2 separate regions of the Mus musculus genome follow, and region 2 is linked to region 1. A link is a contact called in public ChIA-PET data. All regions are on one chromosome and are shown on one strand. Each heading gives the region's core, a stretch centred on a gene start, on an enhancer-like site or on the middle of the called end of the contact. The rest is flanking DNA. Distances are from core to core; before and after follow the strand shown. Region 1 holds the start of Rad50 (RAD50 double strand break repair protein). Region 2 overlaps Rapgef6 (Rap guanine nucleotide exchange factor (GEF) 6).

What was found. ChIA-PET counts read pairs in DNA pulled down with a chosen protein or histone mark.
Region 2: an RNA polymerase II ChIA-PET map of memory CD8 T cells shows a contact between it and region 1, with 8 read pairs. The contact joins the enhancer-like site here to the promoter of Rad50 in region 1. A contact is called at or near these places in 1 of 39 promoter capture datasets (liver), 2 of 115 datasets of contacts at active chromatin or transcription factors (bone marrow-derived macrophages and memory CD8 T cells) and 1 of 9 other capture datasets (liver).

The regions. Positions count from the first base shown.
Region 1 is chr11:53,704,630-53,710,084 of GRCm38.p6, forward strand. Rad50 (RAD50 double strand break repair protein) reads right to left here and starts at 2,690. Exons shown (of 25, transcript NM_009012.2): 1 at 2,298-2,690; 2 at 1,356-1,439. The coding sequence starts at 2,426.
Region 2 is chr11:54,614,376-54,619,830 of GRCm38.p6, forward strand. All of the region lies in intron 7 of Rapgef6 (Rap guanine nucleotide exchange factor (GEF) 6), which reads left to right. Among named protein-coding and RNA genes, the nearest start is that of Rapgef6, 94 kb to the left of the region's middle. Within about 2 kb of position 3,421, at least 18 of the 459 cell types and tissues checked have an H3K27ac peak or open chromatin away from gene starts, as enhancers often do. A contact at or near this core is called in bone marrow-derived macrophages and memory CD8 T cells, where this site is marked.

The DNA of each region.
Region 1 (5,455 bases), core at 1,440-3,939:
CAATTGAGGTTCCCTCACTGCCAGTTTTGTCTAGGGTTGTGTCATCTTGTCAAAAATATGACAAGCTGGCTTTGTTCATCTGAGACAGGGTCTCATATAGCCCAGTCTGGCCTCGCTCTCCTGGTCCTCTTGCCTCTATTTCTAGAGTGCTGGATTACAGGCATGCTGCGGCATACCAAGCTTACATGAAAGTTTAAAGTCACATTTAATGATGCTACTTAAACGACTTACAGGTGATTGGTTAAATAAACAAGGGCTGGAGGCAGATGCAAGTCAATCTCTGTTCATTCAGGGTCAGCCTGGTTCACATAGTCTCAGGTCAGCCAGGACTATACAGTCAGACTTTGTATTAAAGCAAGTAACAACAACCCTGCAGGACATGAACTCAACGAAGCATTAACAGAAACTAAAACCAGCAAGTGTGTATATGCATTAACAGATGCACAGCACACCACCTACTTAATTTGTATAATAAACAAAATTCTGATACACTAAAATATAAATGTGAAAGTGTAATTATAGATACACAAAGACATGGTTTTACAAGCACAGAAAGAATTTAACAATAAACACTTACCTTAATGGGATTCTGCGGCACTACATAAATTCACATTCTTGTTGCATATAGATATGCAAAACATATTTATATGTAAAACATCACAATCCAAACAAGGCATTCCAAAGATTTACATCACGGTAGACTATGGTGAAAAACTAAAAGCAATCTAACTGCAAATAATACTGCAACTATTAATGATTTTATATAGCATCACAAATTTCAACTAAAAGACTCCAGCTAAATTAAAAAAAAAAAAGTCTAAAGATTGAAACATCCCATACACCAAGATTAAGAAATCATTATAGTGGTTTTGCTTTCTTCTTCAAAACTTCCTTTTATTATTTGTTATTATTATTAGAGGTGTGTGTGTGTGTGTGTGTGTGTGTGTGTATGTGTGTATGTACACGCGAATGTCTGTGCATGACACAAGGTCAGAGAACTCATTGTGGAGTCAATTCTCCCCTCACCCTTCTTAAGTTTGACCCTGGCGTGACCAGCAAATGTGTTTACCTGCTCTTGTCAGCCCTATTGTGCTTTAATAACTTCACACTGTATGACAGTGCTCTGGGGGGAAAACCCCGAAATGTACCATTAGATAGGACTATGATCTCTGCTGGGTTAAACAGTACATAGGAAAATAAAAATGCCAACAATGGTTATCACTGGGTGCGTCCACTGCAGGTGACCATCTTCTCTGCATACTTTCCACTCTAAGGTCCTCTACAATAAGCAACCACTACTTTTAGAATTATAAAAATTTAATTCTTAAAATACAAAACTTTACAGACACCATTACCTTGGGATCATGAACAAATGTATTTCCTTTGGTTCCAGGAGGGAAATCTCCAGTACAAATATACTTTAGACATTCAATGATGGTCTAAAAAAAGAGCAAGTTGTGTGTTATTTAGTGATGAGAACCACAGTAGTTTATGACAAATATTCATTCACAGCCAGGTGTGGAGGTGTGTATCTACAATTCTAGCATTTGGTGGACAAGAAGATCAGGTCAGCCTAAGCTATGTGGGATGCTGTGTCCAAAATAAATAAATTAAATAATAGCAAAAAATATGTATACATGTAGCTAGTGATTATAAGCGCTTTATTATGTCTTCCTTCCAGGAGATCAAGGCTAAGAACAGACCTGGTACAATGTCAAGTAACATTTCCACATAAAAGTCCACCTCCTGACATTCAACATCCAAGTTGGTATTTCTGGCTATCTTGCAACTTATTGTGTAGATCAAACTGGCCTCAAACTCATAGAAATGGGCATGTCTCTGCCAATCTAGGATTAAACGAGTGTGTCACAACGCATTGCCCAAATCTTCAGAAGTAATAAAATAATTTTCCAGCGTTAGGGCTACTCTATCAGCTTCATGTCCACAATAAGTCTTTTTTTTTCCATCGTTATGTTTTACCAGTAGACATGTTTTGCAACTCTAGGTTACCTATCTCTCATATTTAAAAAAAAAGCTTTTTGGAGGGGCTTTTGGGAGGTCCCAGTTGGGCACAGGTAGGTGGCGAGAGTCTGCTACGCTTCCGGAACTAGGGGGCGGGGCTGGGAAGCAGGGGCGCAGCCGGCCTTCCCCGGGAACGAGATGCCAGAGCGGAGCGCACGCGTGGGCTTCCGACACTCCGAGTTGCTGGGCCGGACCGGCTCTGAGGTCCCCGAGGCCCACGCAGCGCGCAGGGCGACGCCCTAAACACCTTCTGGGGCCCTCGCCTCAGGACTTACCGTCTTCCCCGCCCCATTGGGTCCAACCAAAATTGTGAGGGGGCTGAAGAAAGAGATAATCTGCTTATCTTTATCCTCTATCCCAAAACTTCGCACGCCCAGAATGCTCATCTTTTCGATCCGGGACATGTTTGCACCACGTTCCTTTACTCAGTGCCAGGGGCGAGTTTTAACCTCAAGGCGGAAGCTGGGCAAGCCGGGAAGGAACGCCGCGAGAGGACCCAAAAGTTCCGAACACGCGCTGCGAGCAGGAGCTCCGGTGGCGAGAGCACTTCCGGCCCCGCGGGCTTCGGTTTCCCGGGAGGGCGCGGGCCGGTTAGGGTCTGCACAGCCCAGAAAAGCCAAGCGAGCCAGCAACCGTAAGCTCGCACATTCCCGCCTCGCACGACCTGGGGTCACGTGGGGGCGGGCGCGTACTTGTCCACGCCTCTCGCACGCCCGGGGCATGCCGGGAAGTGGGAGTCCTAAGCAACACGAGCAGGACGAGTAGCTGTTGTCTTTTAGAAGTTGGGCAGGGAGGCAGCTGCCACCTATCACTGTTTGCTTTGACGTTTTGAGATCGGGTCTAGCTCTGTAGGCTCGAACTTGCGATTCTCCTGCCTCAGTCTTCCAAGCGTCGCTATTACAGAGCCTCCTAGCCCATCTTAAGTAGCGAAGACCATACTTTACGTCCACATTTGGATCCCTGGACCGCATGGGTAGGCTGGGGTGCAGTCGGAGACCCCAGTTAGTGGTTTGTTAATGACATCTACTGTACGGACAGTACTGTTTAACAGCGTTTTTCACTGTCACTTTTTATTATTATTATTATTTTTTTTTTTTTTTTTGGTTTTTCACTTTATAGTGGCGAGTAGTTTCTCTTGATCACGTGACTGTGGTGCTGCCATTACAATAGACTGCACTCTTGTATATATTTTTCCTTTAGAATAAATCAGTTTTCATTTCTACTAAGCTGTAAATGTTGCTAGTTAATGCTTACATAGGCTTGTGTTGAGATCCTTGCAGAGCTAATGGTTTTGTGAGCTGGAGAGGTGGCTCAGTGGTTAAGAGCACTTGCTCTTGCAGATTGTCGGGGTTCAATTCCCAGCACCCACATGGTGGCCCCAACCATCTGTAATTCCAGTTCCAGGGGATCTAACACCCTCTTCTGACCTCCCTGAGTTCCAGGCATAGACATGCTGTAATACATGCAGGCAATACACAAAGTATATATGTGTGTGTAGGCTTTTTTTAAAGTTTTGCCACTGAACTATTAGTAACATATACAATGCCTCCACCCTCAGCAGTATTTAAAAGTGCAAAAGGAGTTTAAGACCAAAAGTTTGTGGACCCAAAACCAGATGCTGTTCCAAGACAGGGTTCTTATAAGTAGGAAGAAAGTCCGCTCCTGTCAACAAGGTCACAAGGTAGGAATTAGGTAGAAAGGGGCTGGCTATGGAGGCTCAAACCTGTAATTCCTGCACTCAGGTGAGTGACTGAGGCAGGAGGATGCCTTTCACTGTTAAGTGTGGACTAAGAGTGAGACCCTGTCTCATACAAAAATAAAAGGCTGGCCTGGCGTGCCCAGCCCTGATTCATAGATCAACAGCACAACTCTTGGACCTAGGCTCACAGAACATGTCAGAAGAGGGGGTGAAGAGATTGTAAGAACCAGAGGTCCAGGAAACCTGTGAGATTGTGTCTCCTAGAAATGACAGAAAATTTCACACATGATACCATAGCAATATGGCTGCCTAAACAAGACCTGAACAAGGACAGCATCAGTAGACATGCTGACATGGAAAGGGAGCCCATAGAGAACTACAATGGAATTAACTGCTGAGAAGAGAAGAGGTGGTCTTTTCTGGGGAGGAGTTGGTTATCCAATACCAAGTGGTTAGCCCTGAAATCATATGTGTACAAGTAACACTAACTGGCTCGGTAGGTTGTTTGTGTGTGTGTAAAATAACAAAGAGGCCATGAATTTGAGAGAGAGTAAAGGGGAGACAGAACATGAGAGGGCTGAAGGGAGAAAAGGGAAGGGGGAAATGATATAATTACATTTTAATTTTTCCATTGTCATTTTGTGACGTGTAATCTTGGCAGCCAGGAACTCATTATGTAGACCAAGCTGGCTTCAAACTGAGAGAGCCACCTACCTCTGACTCTCAAGTGCTGGGATCAAAGGTGTGAGCCACCACACTTGGCTTCATGCTTTAATTTTTTTTTTTTCAAGAAAAAGAAGAAGCCAGACAGACCTGGTGAGACAAGCCTGTAATCCCTGTTCTAGGGAAGCTGAGGCAGGAGGATCATTGCACATTCCTGTGGGGAGCCGCCCTCACATTCGCCGTTACAAGATGGCGCTGACAGCTGTGTTCTAAGTGGTAAACATAATCTGCACACGTGCAGGGGCAGTTTTCCCGCCATGTGTTCTGCCTTTCTCGTGATGACAACTGGGCCGATGGGCTGCAGCCAATCAGGGAGTAATACGTCCTAGGCGGAGGATAATTCTCCTTAAAAGGGACGGGGTTTTGCCATTTTCTCTCTCTTGCTCTTGTTCTTTTTCTTGTTCTTTTTCTTGCTCTTTTGCTTTCTTGTTCTTGTTCTTTTTCTTGCTCTCTTGCACTCTTGCGTTTTTGCACTCTTGCTCTGGCTCTTGCTTTTGCCCTTTGCACTCTAGCGCTCTTGCGCTCTGGCTCCTAAAGATGTAAGCAATAGAGCTCTTGCTCTCTTGCACTCTTGCTCCTGAAGATGTAAGCAATAAAGTTTTGCCGCAGAAGATTCTGGTTTGCTGCGTCTTTCCTGGCCGGTCGAGAACGCGTGTAAGACATTCCAAGTTAGCCACAGCTACAATGAGACCTTGTCTCAAAAAACAAAAAGTGAAGGGAATTTGAGGGACTCAGGAAATTCTGAATGTAAACCTTGAAATCAGGAGACAAAAATGCTTATTAAACAATATTTCTATAATGATAATGCTTTTAATTTAAGAAGAATTTTGAGGGCTGGAGAGATGGCTCAGTGGTTAAGAGCACTGACTGTTCTTCTGAAGGTCCTGAGTTCAGATCCCAGCAACCACATGATGGCTCACAAACATCCGTAAGGAGATCTGACGCTCTCTTCTGGAGTGTCTGAAGACAGCAACAGTGTACTTACGTATAATAAATATGTAATAAATCTTA
Region 2 (5,455 bases), core at 2,171-4,670, 910 kb after region 1:
ATTAGAACAGAATAATAAAGTAGACCTCAAAAAATTTTAAGATTTTTAATAAGAAGCCATGTGTAGCATAAGAAATATTTAGAAAAAATTGTGTGTGTGTGTGTACATGCGTGTGCATGCCTGCGAGTGTGTATATAAAAGAGCTCAGGGAATAAAACAGAGGTAAGAAAGGTTAAACATTAGTACTGGAGCCAGGACTACCATTAGAGAGATACTTGTTAAAACTATGAATATACTATTTTGTTAGATATGAATATTGCTGATAACTGAACCAACAACTGTTAAATTACGTGGTTGTAAGTATTCCAGCTTTTGAAGGATTTCAAGTGTGAACACTGAGCACTTAACTATACAAGCAAAGTATTGTGAAATGATGCAAGTATTTTACTTTGGAGAGTTGGGGTTAGTACTATACTAGAAGCACTGTGTAGCCAAGTATGAGGCTACATACTCTTAGGCACTGCTGCCTTTTGATTTTTTTTTTTTTTTTTTTTTGGTTTAAAAACAAAAGCCTTTGGGCTTAAAGAAACAAAAACATTTTCCACTGTTTAAAAAGAAGATTACAAGTAAGGTTCCAAAGTGAATGTTTTTTATCAGATTATCTTAAATTTTAACTCAATGTATCCATTAAAATGCTAGAATGTTCTTAGAGTGTTTACATGTCTTTCAAGAATGTACAGGAGAATATGAAGTGCTTCTTTCTAGATCCTTTTTTCTATTAACTTTAGTCTTATTTAACAGCTGGACAATTGTAAAGCAATAGCTCTTGAACAAATACATTTGTCTTTTTAAAAAATTTTTTGATTTGTTTAGAACACAAAATGTGTCTCTATGTATGGGTTGTATACTTGAGTGTAGTGCTCCTGGAAGCCAGAAATGGGCATTACATTAGATCCCCTTGATCTTGACTTACTGGTTGTTCCAAGCAACTTAGGTGCCAGGAACCAAATTCAAGTCCTCTGGAAGAGTAATATATGTATGCTCTTAACTATAGTGCTGTCTCTAGGCATTTGTCTTAACTCACTCTTAAGTAATCTAAGGCACAAAGCCATTCATTCCCCCATCTGTGTGGAAAAGAAACAGACTTGTAAGAATCCCTTAACTTTCAACTCATGTTACCATGTTACCAGACTTTGGTACCATATCTCTATTAGAGCTGCTGCTTCCCCCCACCCCTTCCCCAATTAGCTTTGTTCTGCTAAATGTTCTTTAGCCACCGGTCTTTCAATTTTCTGTTAGGAATATCATCTGTTCAGTAGGGGTGTCACTCGGTGATAGATGTTACTTAAAAATGTAGATTTGCAAAAAGGAGCTGGCACAAAATTTTCCTTCAGAAAGGGCTATGATCTGGAGAGAGGAAGGATTCCCACCCCCATGACCATGGTGTATAAAGGAGGCATTATCAAGCCTTAAAATGAAAGAACATTAGACAAGAAAAAAAAAAATATCAGACCATAGGAAGCATTATAGAGCCTGCAGGGAAGAGGAGGGCATTTCTTCAGATCCTGAGCAAAGCTGTAATCAGCTATAACTCCCGTGCTGTAGAGCATGACTGGGTTCCCGAAAGTGAGGAGGGATGCGAGAGAACCTGCACTTGAAATCCAGAGAGAAGGGGAAGGGTGGGGGCGCTGATTCTTTTAGCTTCTCTGATGAACAGGGTAGACAAGCTTCATCCTGCAGCTTGAAGGCAGGCACTAGGCAGCACATAAATGCAGCTTGTAGCTGGGAGAAGTAGAAGAGCTGCACAGTGAGCTTCCTTACCAGGTCTGACCAGAGGCTGAGCTGCTCCGAGCTGTGGCCTCGTTTCTGGAAGAAAAAGGCAGCTAGAGAATTTGTGATCTGACAGTGGAGTGCTTGCCTGGTATGAACAAGGTCCTGGGGTTTAATCTGTAGTATTAATCCTAGGAAAAATACAAATACAAAAAGACACCATCTATGCCCTTGTCCAAGGCTAAGTTACCCACTACCCACATACAGTGCCATTTAATTTAAACTCCTACTTGAAACAAATTGCAAGAATGTGATGGCTTAAATAGTATTCTATTAATGAAATTTCAGTGCTTCGCTCTTACCAAACTACGAATTTCAAGCCTTTCATTTCCCACTACCATCTGCCATCTGGTTCTGTATTCCATTAGTTTCCTACAGCACTTAGAGTCTGCTTCATGGCAAGAGTACATGCTGCTGGACCCTCAGCATGCTTTTTCTTAGCTGTGTTTTTGGTGTTTTGTGTGTATTTATTATCAGAATAAATTTATGCAGATGGGAGTTTATGTTTTTACTGATCTTGTTTCTTTTGCTGAGTCAAGCACTGTGGTACTTAGAAGTAATCTAGAAAAAAATTCAAGGTGAATAATATTTGAAGTAAATACCAGTATTGGTTTCAAGGTAAATGGCAAAATATCTCTGCTAACTAAAATGTTGGTCTGTAAGGCAGAGGAGAGAAATGGACAGGGCTATCCTGGACTGCAGAATTGTGGAAGATTTCATTGCACAAAATTCTCCTCTGACCAAGAAGACAAGATGAGCTTAAAAGCTGAATGGTCCCTGAAAAGGGAACCTGGACATGATGATGCTGAAAGGAAAAGCATTGAAAATATGAAGTGCTGGCTTAACACTTAAACCTCAATTTTAAATGTGGTTTTTATAAGTTTGTATAACATTTTCATTAAACATGTGGCACCTTTTACTGTAGCTTCATGTTTAGTTGCAAACAGGAAAGAGATATTCTCTGATGGTTTATTTGGTGAAGGCCAACTCATCGTAGAGTCAGCTTGTACTCACCGCATTATATGTACAAAGTACATGTGACAGGAAAGGAAAACCAAGAGAGGTTTAATCCTTGTCCTACTAGACCCCTGTGCTTAACCTATTTATCATAATCTTTTTAATGATCTGCCTAGGGCGGGCTCAGTTTGCTAACTATCCTACAAAAGTGAGTCTCCTACCATCTCTTAATATTATCATTCTAATCCTGTGATTATTCTGCTCCTTTTAGTCGACCATTGTCCATCTCTTCCATTTGAGTCTTCATATTTACTCTCTTAACCATGCCAACCACCAGTGTTACTCTGGGCTGGTCTAGAACTCAGGGATTCAGTCTTTCATATGTTGGGATTGTAAGCGTGAGCCACCACATATAGTTAAATTTATTCATCTGTTCATTTTACAGTTAATGAGAATCCTTCTTTTTGCTTTAAAGTACATGTTGGTTACAGAATAGGATATTGTATATGAGATACTATCATAGTCCATTCAAGCTGCTGTTTCAAAAAAAAATGCCGTGCACTGGGTAGCTCACAAACAGTAGAAATTCACTTTTCATGGTTTTAGATGCTGGGAATTCCAAATTACAGTAATGACAAATTTGCTATCCTGTGAAAGATCTCTTTCTGATCTGTAGATGGCACCATCTAGCTATTTCCTCATATGGAAGAAAGGTTGGATGGGCTTCCTCTGGCCTCGTATAGTACTACCCGTGAGGCACTACCCATTCATGAGGATTCTAATAACTTGGTGAGGTTTTAGCTGCTCAGAGGCTCCACCTTCCAGCACCATCATCTTGAAGTTAAGATTTCTTTCTATTAAGAATTTTTAGGGTGTTGGAGAGATGGCTCCATGTAAGAGCACTTGTGATTTTGGCTCCTAGCTCCATATAGCAGCTCACAACCATCAATAACCCCAGTGCAGGGAATTAGATGCCCTTTTCTGACCTCTGTGGACACCAGGCACACATGCAGTTTACTTACAATACATGTAGCCAAAACATTCATATACATATAATGAAAATAGTTATAATTTTTATGGGCTGGAGAGATAGTGCAATGGTTAAGAGTACTGACTACTCTTCCAGAAATCCTGAGTCCAATTTCTAGCACCTACATGGTAGCTCACAGCCATTTTTAATGGTATGTGATTCCCTCTTCTGGTGTTCATGAAGACAGAGCACCACTCATATTCATAAATAAATGAATAACTCTTTTTTAAAAAGTTTTAGGATCTGGGGATATGCCTTGGCTAAAGGAGCCTTGGGTGGCCCTATATTTGATGCCTAGCACTGTTGAAAAGGGAGGAAGATGTATGTAGCCCAGTTAGTAGAGTGCTTACCGTTACCATTAGGTTCAACCTTAGCACTTCATAAACTGAGCATAGGAGCATATACCTATAATCCTAAATGGCAGCAGGAAGATCAGAAGTTTAAAGGCCTTCTTGGCTACAGGTCAAGGCCCATCTGGGCCACATGAAACCCTGTCTCAAAAAGGAAAAGAGGATAATGGTCCAGGCCATAGCAGCAGACTGTTACAAACCATCTTTTCTAGTCTTAAAGGAGCTCATTGTATATTCATTCTGGATTATTAACTACTTAAAAATAAAGAGGAATCCAAAGGCACTATAAATTGTGCATAAAGCAAGACTAAGTTGTCATCTGAGCCCTAATGTGAATTAACAAAGGCCAGAAGATTAATATGCTGGCCCACAGAGAAAATGTGGAAGCAGTTCTGACAGCAGGGAGGCTGTAATTGCAGATACGGCTTTCTTTCCTGCCTGTCTCTAAGGTCGTTTTGTGTCCTATGGCTTACCTGTTTTTTCTCCATTCTTCTCTGTGATCCTGTTGCTGGCACTCTTTCTCTGCCCAGTATGTTGTATTTCTGTTGCTTCATTGCTCTTTCTGGTTCTGCTTCTCTTACTCAAGAGTTCTCCTTCCCATTTCCCTGCCTCTCCTCTTCCTGTTCATTTTTAGCTTTGTTCCTATTTTTAACTCTTTGAAACTTGTATTTATGGTCACATACACACATATTTATACATCCTACTGCAGCACAAGGAACCTGCCAGTGTCTACCCCTCATAGAAAAGTGACTTTTCTACACCTTCTTTATAGATCCTCAGCTACGACTGGGGCCTCGGGAGCAACTCTATAATGGAGTTTTGTTTTTTTTATACTGACTTAATTTTATTCCAGAGTACTTCTAAATAACAGTGCCATATTATGCTGGATATTTTATACTTCCTTGGTCTTATATAGGTCTTATGTGGGTAACCACAGTTGCTATGAGTTCATGAGTACAACATGTTATATACAAAGGAAGTATTTCAGAGCACTTGTCCCCATCTTCAGGCTCTTACTGCCTTCTCTTCTGTGATGTTCCCTGAATCTTTGGGCTCAGGAAAGGAGATTAATAAGAGAATAACTGACTATGAAAGAGGGCAGAAAGCATGTAAGACCTTAGATGAAGCTGTCATAATCTCCACTACTACTCATTTTGATTGCTTATTTTATAATTATGGATTTCCTGTGCTCAACTCACTATTTACTGTAGTAACTCTTAATATTCATGCCTTTTCATTTACAGTATAGATCAGGAGCATAGTATTAAAAGTATTCTAAATGTTTTTTACTTTTGGAAAGACATTTTCATCTTCTGTGAATGGTAGTTTTTGAAGCTTCCTAGTTCTT